Linked DNA regions of Mus musculus: all the other regions are linked to region 1. Evidence: chromatin contacts called from public HiChIP or PLAC-seq data. All regions are on one chromosome and are shown on one strand. Each heading gives the region's core, a stretch centred on a gene start, on an enhancer-like site or on the middle of the called end of the contact. The rest is flanking DNA. Distances are from core to core; before and after follow the strand shown. Region 1 holds the start of 4933405E24Rik (RIKEN cDNA 4933405E24 gene). Region 2 has its middle 12 kb from the start of Pdlim4. Region 3 holds the start of Slc22a4 (solute carrier family 22 (organic cation transporter), member 4).

Region 1 (2,700 bases), core at 6-2,505:
AAAACTGTAATGATTCAAAGGAGACATGGAAATTGGGAGCCCCTCTCCCTCACAGCATAAGGACTGTTATGCAAGGTCCATGTAGGCTACTGCTGCGGCAACAAGGGTACAAACATGTACGTGCACAGCACGCATGTGGGCACAGCCAGACTCACATACTGATGGGCACGGAGCAGAGCCTTCTCCACTTCTCCAGAAGAACTCCCACAGGGATGGTCTCAGCACACCTCTACCATGGTTCTTGTCTTTTATTTGTGAGACAGGGTCTCTCTATAGTCCCTGTTCGTCCTGGAACTCACTATGTAGACCAGGCTGGCCTCGAACTCACAGACACCTGCCCTGCCTCTGCCTCCCAAGTTCAGGGATTAAAGACGTGTGGCACCAAACTCATCTGCTGTGGCTCTTCTAAACACAGGATGCATGAAGAAAGGAAGGCAGGTGTCTGGCCTGTTTCTGTGCCTATAGTTCTGTCCTGACTTCTCTTAAAGGTTCTAACAGGCTCCAAAGAAACAAGGTTAGCTCTGTGCTTAGCGTTTGGTCAGCCACTGCCAAATGTTTCCTGGGTAGGGGAAGCCAGGTGGGACATGGGCTAGAGACATAAAGCAAGTCAGAGGCCACCTCTGCATGTAAGGAGCTAACGTGGAGGCAGCCATTTGAATCTCAAAGCTCTCCAGAAACCTTGCAGGCTTCAGGTCTGGACTGCAGGTGCCAGCAGCTGTGACAGATGAGCAGCCTAGCCACGCAAGGGAAGCTGATATGTGTCACAAACCTGGTGAGCTTCAGTCAGTGTCATGCGAACTATGAGGGAAATTGGGCATGCACCTGATTGTTTGATTATGTTTGCTGCTGTTCTAGGACCCTTAGAACTCACCGTACAGACTTCCACTGTACAGAAGTTTCTCAGTAGATGCCTATGAGGGAAAAAAAACAGAGATGGAAGACTGGATGATGTTAGCACTGAGTACCTACCAGCTCCCTACCTGGACACACAAGGCAGTGTATCCCTCAGCAGTGCCTCTACAGTGGGGCTGCTGGGATGCCAGGTACCTGCCTGCTTCCATAGGAATGATCCAACTGGGTGGCCTTGGTGGCTTCATCTTGCAAGTACAATGGCTGGCCTCGGTGAAATCATCTTTAGCGTGATAGAGGCCTGGCATCAAATGGGAGTCTTCCTATAATGATGACAGAACTATGCCCATTATGCCCCTCAGCACTCTATGGTAAAGAGACCCAGCCTCCAGGTAACTGGGTTGCCAGGTGACCATGCATACTCTCACGAGCATGGCTTAGGCATTTCCTAAATATTTCAGGTTACTGGGAAGAAAAATCCAATTGAACATTCACAAGGCCTCAGCTTGGGGAACTAGGTATTCTCAGGCCTCCACATTTGGGTATGCCTGGCTAGAACTAATGGAGAACTTTCATCCGAGGATATGGGGGATCAGGGAGAGTCCAGAGTTCCTCACAGGCTGTTGGGATGACTGTGAAGTTAATGAAGCAAGGGGGATTATCAGCACTGGAATGGCTCTTGTCTGGCTCAACAAAGCTAAATGAGGGTCTTCAAAAGAGCTGAGATCCTGGGGGTGGTCAGCATCCTTTTACAGAAGAGACTATTTCCACATGCCTCCTTTAAGTTAAGCCCTAACTAGTCACCGAGAAGCCAATGAAAACATAACCGTGTCCCTCTATAATCATATGTTCCACTGAAGACAAGTAAGTATAAGGGTTTGTTGTTGTTGTTGTTGTTTAATAGGCTCTCCAGTAGTTCAGGCTGGCCTCAAACTCACTATGTAGCTTCAGACAACTTCGAACTTCTGATCTTCCTGCCTCCATCTCTAAAGTGCTGGGATTACAGAGGTGTGTGTCACCATACCCAGTTTATATGGTTGGGGAGATTGAACCTGGGGCTTTGTGCATGCTAATCAAGCACTCTTACCAACTGAGCTACATCTCCAAGCCCCCAAGATAGGTAATTATAATACCAAATTGTAAGTACATCTCATAGGGAGAGATGGGATTCTGTGGGTACACGGAGAATGTATATGCAAGCCAGTCTAGGGGCAGGGTACAGTTCTGGTTGACTGTGATAGAACTCAACAGGAATAAAGTATCACTAAGCTGAGTGAAGAGATCAAGAGATTATGGTCAACTGGTTGTATACCTAGAGTTCAGTGAAATTTGACTATGGAAAATCTTCTAGTGTCATTTCCTACAGTAGTGGATAGATTTTTAAAATGATACTGGCAACAGAGACTACTCATCCGGAAAACACTGCATACCGCTGTTGGGTTTTAGGTAGGGTTGAGTGATTCGAGGGAACTGAGATGGGCTACTGGGGAATAAGGAGTCTATTAGAAGAGATAATGATGCCATGGACAGACAGAAAGAGGGTCAACAGCATGGGGGGAGGTCCAAGGAGTATTTAGGCCACAGCATCAGAGACAGGCAGCATGGTGGAGTCTCTGAAGAGATTCAGAGCATACATGGCAGAGGAGAGAACCTCTTCTTTTCCATTTTGAGGAGTGGAGAAGGTTCACAGCAAAAGCCTATATATAGCCAGGCTCTCTGATTCCCCGGCAGGAGGCAGTGAAGTGGTGGGGTGTGGGGAGCAGGGTGTGGTACCCCCTTCCATGTAAACTTACTACCCAAGGACTCACATTGTCTCAGGAGATGCCTGGATGTATCTATGAGAGGCCTGTG
Region 2 (2,700 bases), core at 99-2,598, 130 kb after region 1:
TTGCTGTCTAGTGAAACACTTAAAGGAGAAATAATACCTGGACTCATAACAATGATGTACCAACAGTTCCCATTATCTCTGATCAAATGCTCTTAGGCACGTGAAGAAACAGAAAATGCAATAGCTAGCCAAGAGGGGAGACGATGAAGATTAGATCCAGAGAGCCAGGCATGGAAGTGCACCTGCACCTGCCATCTCAGCACTCAAGGGGTTGAAGCTGGAGGATCAGAAGTGTAAGGCCAGCCCTGGCGGGCGACAGAGAACTATCTTAAAGAAACAGAGACAGGAGAGACAGCTTAGCATGGAAAGTGTCTTCTGTACAAATATGGGGACCTGAGTTTGGATCTCCAGAACTCACCAAAAAGCCAAGCATGGTAGCGCAGGCCAACAACCCAGGTCTGGTTAGTGAAGCTCAGTGGCTAGCCAGCTGATTGGTTAGTGAAGCTCAAGGCACAGTGAGAGTCCCTGTCTCCTAAAATAAAGGTGGAGGGATTTGGGGGATTCAGTAGTTAAGGGCACTTTCGGAGAATCCGCACTCAACTCACAATGCCAATATGAAGGATCACAACTGTCCATAACTCCAGTTCCGAGGAATCCAATGCCCTCTTAACATCCATATACATACAATTAAAAAAAGGAAAACATGTTTAAGCCAGTAAACTAAAGGTGTGGGGGTAGAAAAAGGAGGCTCACATGGGGCTTGTGGCTGATAGCCTAGCTCCGGTTTCAGTAAAATACCCTGTCTCAAATGAATAAGATGGAGAGTGATAGATCAGAGTACCCAATGTCCTACTCCGGCCTCTGTGCACCCATACACATGCACATGAACTGCACACAGTAATACACATATACATGCACACACACACACACACACACATACACACACACACACACACACACACACACACACACACACACACACAGACAGAGAGAGAGAGAGAGAGAGAGAGAGAGAGAGATTTGCTACTGAAAATAGAACAACCAGCAGTAGATTTTGTGGCACTAGAAGTGTTGGAGAAGGTTCTCAAGGGCAGAGGGAAATGGTATCTGATGGAAACTCAGTCCTAAAGACAGGAACACAGGCTGCTAGTACAAAGAACATAACTAGAAGACAGGTCTGATAGTTAATCTTGTCAGCTTGCCGGGATTCCGAATCCCCATGTCTGTGAAAGATGGTCTAGAGTAGGTCAACTGAGGTGTGGGAGGGTCACTGTCTCATGGACTGGGGCTCCTGAATAAAGAAAAGGGAGCAAACGAGCTGAGGCCCTGGACTGACCTGTCTCTCTGCTTCCCGGCTGGCTGCAGGTGCAGACTGGCTGCGGTGCAGAGGGCTGGCTGCCTCCCTTCCTGCCACCACACCTCCTGCTCCTTGATCGCTGTACCTTCCAGCTGTGAGTCAACATAATCCCTCCCTCCACTAACACGCCTTTGTCACAAGTTTTAAGTTACAAACACAATAAAAATACCAGCCCTCAAACACCAGCTCCAGAATTAGAAATCTTCTCAGTAGTTAAGAGTGCTCAGTGCTCTTCCAGAGGACCCAGGTTCAAGTCCCAGCGCCTATACAGTGGCTCACAACCATTTGTGCCTCCACAAACACCAGGAATACCCCTGGTGCACAGACATACATGCAGGAAAAACACCCACACATATAAAATAACAAAATAAAGAAATCTTAAAGAAAACCAGAAATAACAAGTCAGTAAGTCACCAGTGTATCCTTCTGACCCTTTAACCTATCTATAACAAGAAAGCAGAGCATTGTGATAATAAAAAGGATTCCCACCCCAAGACTAAACATGTCTACCTATGCTTCCTATGAGCTCCGGGTTTTGGGGTTTGATGGTGGCCAGTTTTTTGGTTGGTTTGCTTATTTGTTTGTTTTGTATTTTGAGGCAGGATCTTACTCTGTAACCCAGACTGGCCTTCAACTCACAGAAATCCTCTGCCTCCCCCTCTTGAGTGCTGGGATCACAGGTGGGAGTCATCATACCCCGTTTATTAACTTCTCGTTGAATGTAAGTATCCGAACTGTTTAGAAACCTGTCCGTACTGTAATAATGTAAACATAAAGTTATGATTTAAATAACCGTGTATTTGGGAAGGTCCTCGCATTCAAATGTTTAGGTACTTGTCTTCCAGATGGTGACTCTGCTCTGAGGGGCTGTGGAACCTTTGGAACTGTGGCCTAGCTAGCAGAAGTGGGTCACTGGTGGGGGGGGGCAAGCTTTAAACATGATGCCCATTTCTGATTCTTAGTGGGGCTCTCTGTTTCCTGATCTGTCAGAGGTGAACAGCTCAGGCCACTCACTCCAACCAACAACAGAGCCACCCCAGCCACCATGCCTTCCTTTCCCAAATTGTTCCTGTCAGGTATTTTGCTGCAGCATCAAGAAAGGTAACCTAAAAGGGTGAATATTTTATACTCTCTCTCTCTCTCTCTCTCTCTCTCTCTCTCTCTCTCTCTCTCTCACACACACACACACACACACACACACACACACACACACATGCACACACACACACAATGAATCCATGTGAGGCTCATTCTACACTGTGGAAAATTATAAGATTACAACCCTTGTTCTGTTGCTGTATAAACAACAGCAAATTACTTTTTGACAATTTCATACACATATAGATGTACTTTGATTGTATTCATCCCTGCACATGTCTCCTATCCCCTTCCCACTCCTACTG
Region 3 (2,700 bases), core at 155-2,654, 190 kb after region 1:
GAGTACTCTCACTGGATTAATAAGCACGGATCCAGGCACAGAAGTGCACAGCTTTAATCCCAGCACTTGGGAGGCAGAGACAGGCAGAGCTAGCTCTGTGAGTCAAGACCAGCCAGGTCTACATAGCAAGTTCCAGGACAGCCAGGGCTACATCCGAAGACCCTGTCTCAAACGAACAAAAGTAAAAAGCTAGTGTCCTGGCATACTAGGAGATGCGGCTTAAATGACAGGAAAAGAAATGTAAGTTACTGGTGGGAAGTCAGCCTAACAGTAGGACTCATGGGGGAAACTAACAAAAACAAAGAAAAAAGCAGAAGTCTCCTTCAGTTCCTTGCCAGAGTCTGATGAGACAACCCGGTTTGTGCAAAGTGTTGGGCTACTCAGCCTTACAGTCTCTCCAGGCCTGTGGATCCCAGGCTAGGGGAGCCCAGCTCTAGCTTGGGCTAGCTTGTACACTGTGCCCAGGACCTTAGATGTGAATACTGAGCAGAGAGAGAAAAAAGGCAATCCCGCTTTTGGTTACCCTGCCAGTTCTGAGGGCCAAATCTCACCAGTTTGTCCTCTCTCTGTCCCTTCCTCCCTCTGTTCCTAGACTAGAATGGGCCTTTCTGCAAATAGCCTTTCAGTCCAAGAAGGCTTTGGCACCGTGCCGCAATAAAGGACTCCGGGTGCCCCGAGAGTGCAAAAGGACAAACACCGAGCCCAGGCGTGGTGACTCCTCTATGCTCCCTCAGTGGGCCGACTTCCCTCTGGTGTCTCTATAAAGGCCACAGGGAATCTTTCGAAAGGACACTAGAACGACTCAGGGGCCCGTGATCCAGCCCTTCTAATCCAGGGCGCGCCTCTGACTCAGCATGACCTCGCACATCCTTTTCTGGCTCCAGGTCCACAGTCGCCTCTTTGCAAGGTGAGGATCCTGCTTTTCCAAGGACGCTTCTCGGGCCGCCGCCGTCCCGTGATGGACTACGGCCATGCTAAGGTTCATAAGTGAGTTCCCACGCTGGTGTGTGTGAAGAGGTGGCGCTCCTGTCCCCCACACAGGTCTCTTGGGAGCGCAGACTTGATTAACTGACCGGTCCGCCTGCTCATAATCCAGGCTGGGATTGTGGAGCAACGAACTCCTGCTCCGGGCTAGGCCTGGCTTTCGGGACGCTCCTCCCTGTCGCTCTCCCTCCCACGTGGGGCCGAGAAAGCCGGAGCTCCTAGCTGCACGCGCGTTGTCCGGCCGATTCCGGGCGGGAGGCCTGCGTGGAAGGCCGCTGGGTGCAAGGAACGGAGCAGGAGGCTGAGCCGGCCCGAGAGCTCCGCCCAGATCGGTGGAGTGCAGTGGCCTTTCGCTGCCTAGCCGCACGGGGGTGTGGTCCAGAGGACTCGGCTTCCCGGCGCTCCGCGCCAACCCCTGGGAGTTTTGCAGCACCCACGGCGTGTTTGCACGCAGCCACCTAGGAAGATCCCCTCAGCGCGCCGCAATCGCTGAATCCTTTCTCTCCACCCACCTCCCTCACGCAAGCTGAGGAGGAGAGGTGGAAACATGCGGGACTACGACGAGGTGATCGCCTTCCTGGGCGAGTGGGGGCCCTTCCAGCGCCTCATCTTCTTTCTGCTCAGCGCCAGCATCATCCCCAATGGCTTCAATGGTATGTCAGTCGTGTTCCTGGCGGGGACCCCCGAGCACCGTTGCCTGGTTCCTGACACTGTGAACCTGAGCAGCTCCTGGCGCAACCACAGCATCCCCTTGGAGACGAAGGACGGACGACAGGTGCCTCAGAGCTGCCGCCGCTACCGACTGGCCACCATCGCCAACTTCTCTGCGATGGGGCTGGAGCCAGGACAGGACGTGGATCTGGAGCAGCTGGAGCAGGAGAGCTGCCTGGATGGCTGGGAGTACGACAAGGACATCTTCCTGTCCACCATCGTGACAGAGGTAGGTGGTAGTGCTGGAGCTGGACATTGGGAATGGAGACTCCGTTGCATCCGTGCCCCCAACAGCCCCTGACAGTGCCTGGGTCAGTGTCACCTACTGTCTCAAAACTTCCAGGCACAGAGTGGGGTTGTGAGTGTATTCTCAGCGCACACTCAGAGCTGATGAATTTCTGTGTGGCATGGAGGGGATGAAAAAAAGAGAGTGTTGTCATCAACTGCCTTTTCCTTTCTGAGTTTCACAACAGAGTTTCCCAAGAGCCCTGGTGCTTCCCTGGGCAGGCCAAACCAGACTGTCTTGATTTATAGTCATAGCTATTTCCTTGCTACAGAGAATGGCTACAGTGGTCTGTTGATGGACACAAGGAAGGGTCTTGAGACAGAAGGGCCTCTATGTCGAGGCCCCCACTTTCTCGAAAAAGAGGCAGCAGCCCCTTCCTTGACACTGGTTGGATGTAAGGAGTCAAAACTAGAACCTGGCCTTTGGACACTCAAGGAAAGACCCGTACTTCTGAGGGAAGTGTAAGCTGGTGATCAAGGCTCCAGCTGAGCCCACTGCCTTACCTCTAAGTGATCAGGGAATAGGTTCCCCAAGTCACCAGAGTCTGAATGTGGACCTACTACTCCCTCTTAGTTTCCTGCTGCGTATTTGCTGAGGACCAGGTCATAACAGATAAGACAAGCACTGTTTCTGGCAAGAGCATCACCCAGAACTGATTACCTGCTGTTGGTCAAGCTGGTAGAAAATCTGCCTTCCCACCATTGCTGCTTCTGGTCTGT

What was found. HiChIP or PLAC-seq counts read pairs in DNA pulled down with a chosen protein or histone mark.
Region 2: an HNF4G HiChIP or PLAC-seq map of pancreatic cancer cells shows a contact between it and region 1. The contact joins the enhancer-like site here to the promoter of 4933405E24Rik in region 1. A contact is called at or near these places in 1 of 15 datasets of contacts at CTCF or cohesin (the NIH/3T3 cell line), 3 of 484 Hi-C or Micro-C datasets (muscle stem cells, nephron progenitors and reprogramming fibroblasts), 4 of 115 datasets of contacts at active chromatin or transcription factors (CD8 T cells, bone marrow-derived macrophages, fibro-adipogenic progenitors and 1 more) and 1 of 9 other capture datasets (adipose tissue).
Region 3: an HNF4G HiChIP or PLAC-seq map of pancreatic cancer cells shows a contact between it and region 1. The contact joins the promoter of Slc22a4 here to the promoter of 4933405E24Rik in region 1. A contact is called at or near these places in 3 of 115 datasets of contacts at active chromatin or transcription factors (bone marrow-derived macrophages, pancreatic cancer cells and stem cell-derived neural progenitor cells) and 2 of 9 other capture datasets (adipose tissue and liver).

The regions. Positions count from the first base shown.
Region 1 is chr11:54,211,843-54,214,542 of GRCm38.p6, reverse strand. 4933405E24Rik (RIKEN cDNA 4933405E24 gene) reads left to right here and starts at 1,255. Exons shown (of 3, transcript NR_045506.1): 1 at 1,255-1,713. The region is part of intron 3 of Gm12223 (a long non-coding RNA gene); the gene reads right to left.
Region 2 is chr11:54,079,214-54,081,913 of GRCm38.p6, reverse strand. No RefSeq gene overlaps it. Among named protein-coding and RNA genes, the nearest start is that of Pdlim4, 12 kb to the right of the region's middle. Within about 2 kb of position 1,348, at least 33 of the 459 cell types and tissues checked have an H3K27ac peak or open chromatin away from gene starts, as enhancers often do. A contact at or near this core is called in nephron progenitors and pancreatic cancer cells, where this site is marked.
Region 3 is chr11:54,026,808-54,029,507 of GRCm38.p6, reverse strand. Slc22a4 (solute carrier family 22 (organic cation transporter), member 4) reads left to right here and starts at 1,404. Exons shown (of 10, transcript NM_019687.4): 1 at 1,404-1,924. The coding sequence starts at 1,532.